Regions from separate parts of the Ovis aries genome. Here region 1 is linked to region 2. Evidence: chromatin contacts called from public Hi-C data. All regions are on one chromosome and are shown on one strand. Each heading gives the region's core, a stretch centred on a gene start, on an enhancer-like site or on the middle of the called end of the contact. The rest is flanking DNA. Distances are from core to core; before and after follow the strand shown.

Region 1 (2,979 bases), core at 286-2,785, 270 kb before region 2:
AAGGCTATAAAAAATAAAACAAGACACCATTAAATTGACAAAGTTGTTAAAGTTCAACAAAATCATGTGTTGCAGGGGTGTGGATATTCTTGAACACCACTGCCCAGTGCTTAAATCTGTACAATAACTTTCAGAGGAATTTCACGTTTATTAAAACTAAAGTTTGCATAACTTGTAATTCCACCTTTCCGCTTCTAGGTTTTTACTAGAGAGAAGTATTGGCACACGAAGATATTCATTTACCCATACAATACAAAAAAAAAAAAAAGGAAAATTCTTTGTGCATAGTTAAGTCAACTACAGTATAGCTACACAAACAGAATACTATGAAAACATGTCTGTGTATACTAACCGCTAAATCTACAAGATTTAGGGGGTTTTTGCTTTTTTATAAGTTGAAGGCAATTATGTAAGACGTTAAAAATATAAGATTTTTCCATGAGACTTAAAAGATTCACATAAATGCACGGGAAAAGACTTACAGAACACACAGCAAATTAAGTGTAAAGTCACCTCCTGCGGGGGACAAAAATGGGCCCATGTATTTCTTCTCTGCATATTTTTTAAAGAACACCAATAATATGCTTATTTGTGATTTAACATTTTTTAAATGAGAAAAATAGAAGAGAGGGATGGATGAGTTCTTAATATGCTGATGTATGGCTAAGAACACCTTGTGGTTTTCAGGTGCAGATTTAGCGGTTATTAGCGAAGAGATAGGAGAAGGGAATGGCAACGCACTCCAGTACTCTTGCCTGGCAAATCCCATGGACGGAGGAGCCTGGTAGTCTGCAGTCCATGGGGTCACACAGAGTCGGACACGACTGAAGCGACTTAGCAGCAGCAGCGCAGAGATAAACTTAGTTAAAACCTTGGAGCAGAAGCGACTGCCTGGGGATGGAGGTAAGAGGAGCGGCAGAAAGAGGAGAGCGAGAAAGGAGAGGGGCGAGAGGGGAGGAAGATTAAGGGGTCTTCAGTTCAGTTCAGTCGCTCAGTGGTGTCCGACTCTTTGCGACCCCTGGACTGCAGCACGCCAGGCCTCCCTGTCCATCATCAACTCCCGGAGTTTACTCGAACTCATGTCCATTGAGTCGGTGATGCCATCCAACCATCTCATCCTCTGTCGTCCCCTTCTCCTCTCGCCCTCAATCTTTCCCACCTTCTGTAAGGGGTCTTACAGAAGGCATATAGAGTATTTTCAAGTTTATAGCCTCATAAGCAGCAGAACGGTTAGGTAAGGTGCCAAGCAATGCACAGCCCTAGGTCTGAAATTCGAACGCACGGAGCGCAGACCACCGAGCACTGGGAATGTCCCCCAGAGGGCGATGGGGGGCACTCAGTTCAGTTCAGTCGCTCAGTCGTGTCCTACTCTTTGCGACTCCATGAATCGCAGCACGCCAGGCTCCCCTGTCGATAACCAGAGCCGCGCTCTGAGCAGGAGGCGGTGTTTGGGGGTCGCGCACACGCACGAGGTCACGCAAGCGCACGGCGCTTGCGCAAGCGCACAACCGCACGCCCGCGTATATCCGAGCTTGTGGAAAACGAACGAATTGTGGGGAGGTTGCGCTGCTTGCACTATGTCTGAAATGAACGAGCTGTCCGAGCTCTATGAGGAGAGCAACGATCTGCAGATGGATGTGATTCCTGGTGAGAGTGACCTTCCGCATATGGAGGTAGGCGGCGGGAGCCGGGAGCTATCCCCGAACCCCTCCCGCGCCGGGGCCCCGCCACAACTGGAGGAGGAAGGCCCAATGGAGGAGGAGGCGACCCAGCCAATGGCGGAGCCACAGGGGCCCCGAGGCCTCGCTAGCCGGCCCAGCCCTGGGGAGCAGCCAGGCCAGATCGCGGGCCCTGATTTCGAGAGCGAGGACGAGGGCGAGGAATTCGATGTCTGGGAGGACGACTATGACTATCCTGAAGAGGAGCCGCTCAGTGGTGCGGGCTACAGAGTTTCAGCGGCCCTTGAAGAAGCCAACAAGATGTTTCTGAGAACCTCCAGAGCCAGAGAAGCAGCTCTGGATGGCGGGTTTCAGATGCATTATGAGAAGACCCCGTTTGATCAATTGGCTTTTATCGAAGAGCTTTTTTCACTTATGGTTGTCAATCGTCTGACCGAAGAACTCGGCTGTGATGAGATCATTGACAGAGAGTAGTTAAATGCTGTTAAGAGAGGAGGAAGCTGCTTGAGGAGAGACCCAACATTCCACTGTCTTTTGAGTTCATTCCAAATAGTTCTGTGCCAATGAAAAACTTAATCTTCCCCCCCCAAAAAAAATTTTTTTTTTTTTGCTGAGTAGAATAAGGTAGTGACTGCACAGTTATGAAAAAGAAAGAAAATTGTTAAAGAAGAGTATCTTAGTACTGTTGAAACCTGTTTTCAAGAATGTCCAGAGACACTTATGGCTTTGACTTTGTTGTTTATTCAGAGTAATTTCCTTGCATTGAGGAAGATAATCTTTTCATGTTTCACTGTAAGGAATGGCTTTGCAAGAATAAATTATGACCAAGACAGACTGCCAGTACCAGAGCCCACTGATGATAATTATATGAGAAAAAGTAACTGATGTATCCATTTTAGGACATAAGATGTCTTTGAGTTATTTGGACTGAAAGCATATTGAGAAAACTTTAAAGATTCAATTTTGTGATCTATCCGAGCTGTGGTTAAGGCTAAATTTTAAGTGTAAAATAAATCTACCGAGTATTCTTCAGTATCTCAAAGGATAATCTAGACCCAAAAGAAGTATGTGTCTTGTGTGCTATTAAAATGTGTTTCCAAGAACAACTGAGATTTTGTTTGTACATATATCTTGATCATTTTTAAAGCTACTGTAATCTTTAATTCAAGAAAATTCATTGCCTTGAACATATTTTAAAGTCAAAACTTAAGACGTCCTTAATAAAGTTTCAAATTTAGACTGTAAAATGTACATGAAGGTACAAAGAACACAAACTCTTGAAACATCTGTATATACTAGA
Region 2 (2,926 bases), core at 218-2,717:
CAAGTAAAAACACAAACTGAAACTAGGTGAAACAGTTAAAAGAAACACTTCCAGAGTTAAGAAATACCTGTAATATACGTAAACATGTAATAAATAAAAACGCACGAAATATTACAAGTAACATTCTTGAAGGATTTAATGCACTGCCTAAAACTGACTTGGTCTGCACAAACTAAAATGTAAGGCAGAAATCTTACTACTAGCAAAACTACCTTTAAGAATTATCAGCACTACTGACTTTCAGGTGATAACAAACATTCCCCTCTCCTTTTTGCAAATGCTTTCCTTTAAAAGTGAAAGATTAATTAGAAACGACTATACAAAGAAGATTTACACTAATTCAAAATGATACATTAATTATCTTGAGACTTTCTGGCACTTAAAATATAAGATGAGCCAGACTTCCCTGAGGACCTACTTCATAACTTTACGATAATGCAGCATCACCATAACACACAAGAACCATGCACAAAACTCCCCCAAATAAAAAGCAAAGCCAAGTTGACGCTAATTCGTGGCCCAGATAATCGTTCTTAGTTCCCACACAATGTTTCTGAATATCAACTTGAAATGTTAGTGAATTTTTAAAGACTTGTAAGTCCGTTCATAAATTAAACCTTGAATCTTTAAACATCACCATTGGGTTGCATCAATTCGTTTTGTTCTACACTGTTGATATTTTAAACTCTGAATACTGGGAAATTTATAAGTCAAGAAAAAAGTCATTGAGTCAGTTCTCTCATACCACCCCACCTCTCAAAGCCCAAACAAACAAAAAGTAAAACCTCCTCCCCAACTTTTCTCTTTATACAAGCAGTTAAACTACTTTTCAAAAGCTAGCCTGGCTCTCAATTCTCTATTGCACCTTTACCTTATAACAAAACGGAGCCTGGACAAGACTAATTAAGCTCTGTTTCTAGATTCACAAGTGGCGTCAGGTCTGGGAGGAGGAAGGCCCCCTAGTTTTTGGACCCCTCTCCCAGCACTTCGCACCCTTTCAAGTATGAAGAAGAGGGAACAGGAAGACTGGGCCCGAAAGGGCAGGAGCCGGGGCCTAGACCACTGAACGGTCCCCAAAACGGCTCGCGCGATAAAAAGGAGGCAATGAGAACCTGACGCCGGAGGCCAGGGGTGTCCTCGCAAACCAAGGAAGCGCTTGGATTTGGAGCTCAACGCTCGGGACCCCCTTCACCGCCTCCTTTACCCTCCCTTCCCCCATGCTAGAGAAGCAGGGCGCGGGCCCGGTGCGGGAAGGGGGAGGAGGTAAACTCGTCCTGTCACTGCATCGGGAGAGGCTGGAAGGAGCACATGTTCTACGGGGAGAGGCCGCGGCCGCCCCTGCCCCGGCTCCTAAAGCCAGAAACCACCTCCAGCCCCAGAGTTCTGTTCCCTGCGCCTCACCAGGTCGTAGTCCTCCTCATCATCGCACATGAAATCATCCTCCATGTCAGACATCTTGGCTGGGACGGGGGGAGGGGGGAGGAGAAATTGGAGACAACCTCCTCCCACAATCCTCAGCGGCTCAGAGGCGTCACTCCCAGCTTCTCGCCTTCCCGACACTCTTAGAGGAGCTGAATGTTTCCTCCCGGAACAAATGAGCTCGGTTTTGAGAGGATTCGCTACGACGCTAAAAGCGATTGCACCGTGCCCCTCTTCCTGTGAGACTGTTGGTGCCTTAGCAACAAAACCTAGCAACTAGGGAATCTTCAAGTGCTTCGGGTTTCAGCTGAAGGGCCTTGGAAACCTTTCTCTCATAACGTGAGATTTCCAGCCTCCTGGGCAAGGGAACAGTCTCCTCCCTGCCTGGGACTCTGGAACCATTTCAGCCTGGTGAAAGTAAGAGGCAGTTTGGGACTAGAAGGCTTTCGCGGAGAAAAGTCTGACATGCCTATCCTGTGTGACAGGTAGTATTACTTTTGCCATGAGTACGGATGTGCATTTAACCCACACATTTTGGTGGGTGGTCCTGTGATGTTTGGAAACCTTTCAGCAGCACGGTTTACACGTAATGTTTGTTATATTTGTAGTAGGCAAAACAACTCTGTGGATATCCTAAATTAAGTATCAATCTATTGAGGTACTTGAAGTTTTATTCAGTTGTTCAACGAATTATAAATTAAACTTTATTGCCTATGGGACCAAAGTAAGGTAGCAGTTAACAACTGTTTTTTTAAAAAAATCATTATTGCTGCACAGCATCATCAGTAGAATTCGAAATATTAATAAAAATTGAAATTGACATGAAGGGAGAAAATACTGCTTTTCAAACAGCATTTTCCGTATAAACTTCAGTTTTGTCCACTTGAATTCACAAATTTTATATAGTTAACAGCACAGACATAATTTCGGATGCTTTTTTGCATCTAGTTATGTAACAGCATAGGACAATGTATTAAATATATTGTTGACAAGCATTATTTTAATAGTGGCATAATAAGCCTTTGGTTGAATGCAGTGTAATTTACTTAAGTGAAATGAAGTCTCTCAGTCGTGTCCGACTCTTTGCGACCCAATGGAGCCTACGAGGCTCCATCCATGAGATTTTACATGCAAAAATACTGGAGTGGGTTGCCATTTCCTTCTCTAGAGGACCTAAGCATGCTATTATTGTTATACATTTCGAATAATACAGTAATAACATTATTTTAAACTATTTTGGAGGGAGTATTTTTGTCACTAATTTTTTTTCTTAGGTAAAATTCCAAGAAGAGGAATTGCAAGCTGGATTTTTTTAGTTGTTGTTGTTCTGGCAGTTACTCAGTAAGTAACTGCTTTACTTTTTCTTTTTATTTTCCTGGCTGCCCCAGGATACAGAATCTTAGTTCTCTGACTGTGCTCCCTGCAGGGGAAGCATGGAGTCTTAACCACTGGATCAGTCAGGGAAGTCCCTGGATATATTAGTACTCATTTGCTTTTGTTTTTATTT

What was found. A called contact is a pair of places that touch in the nucleus more often than the background predicts.
Region 1: a contact with region 2 is called in a Hi-C map of omental adipose tissue, with 2.7 times the contacts expected there. The contact joins the promoter of EID1 here to the promoter of COPS2 in region 2. A contact is called at or near these places in 6 of 16 Hi-C or Micro-C datasets (hypothalamus, liver, mesenteric adipose tissue and 2 more).

The regions. Positions count from the first base shown.
Region 1 is chr7:59,480,802-59,483,780 of ARS-UI_Ramb_v3.0, reverse strand. It overlaps EID1 (EP300 interacting inhibitor of differentiation 1), which reads left to right and starts at 1,535. Exons shown (of 1, transcript XM_004010632.5): 1 at 1,535-2,979. The coding sequence starts at 1,578. The coding sequence ends at 2,153. All of the region lies in intron 4 of SHC4 (SHC adaptor protein 4), which reads right to left.
Region 2 is chr7:59,208,355-59,211,280 of ARS-UI_Ramb_v3.0, reverse strand. COPS2 (COP9 signalosome subunit 2) reads right to left here and starts at 1,467. Exons shown (of 13, transcript XM_004010627.6): 1 at 1,402-1,467. The coding sequence starts at 1,455. It overlaps GALK2 (galactokinase 2), which reads left to right and starts at 1,659. Exons shown (of 10, transcript XM_004010625.5): 1 at 1,659-1,904. The coding sequence starts at 1,885.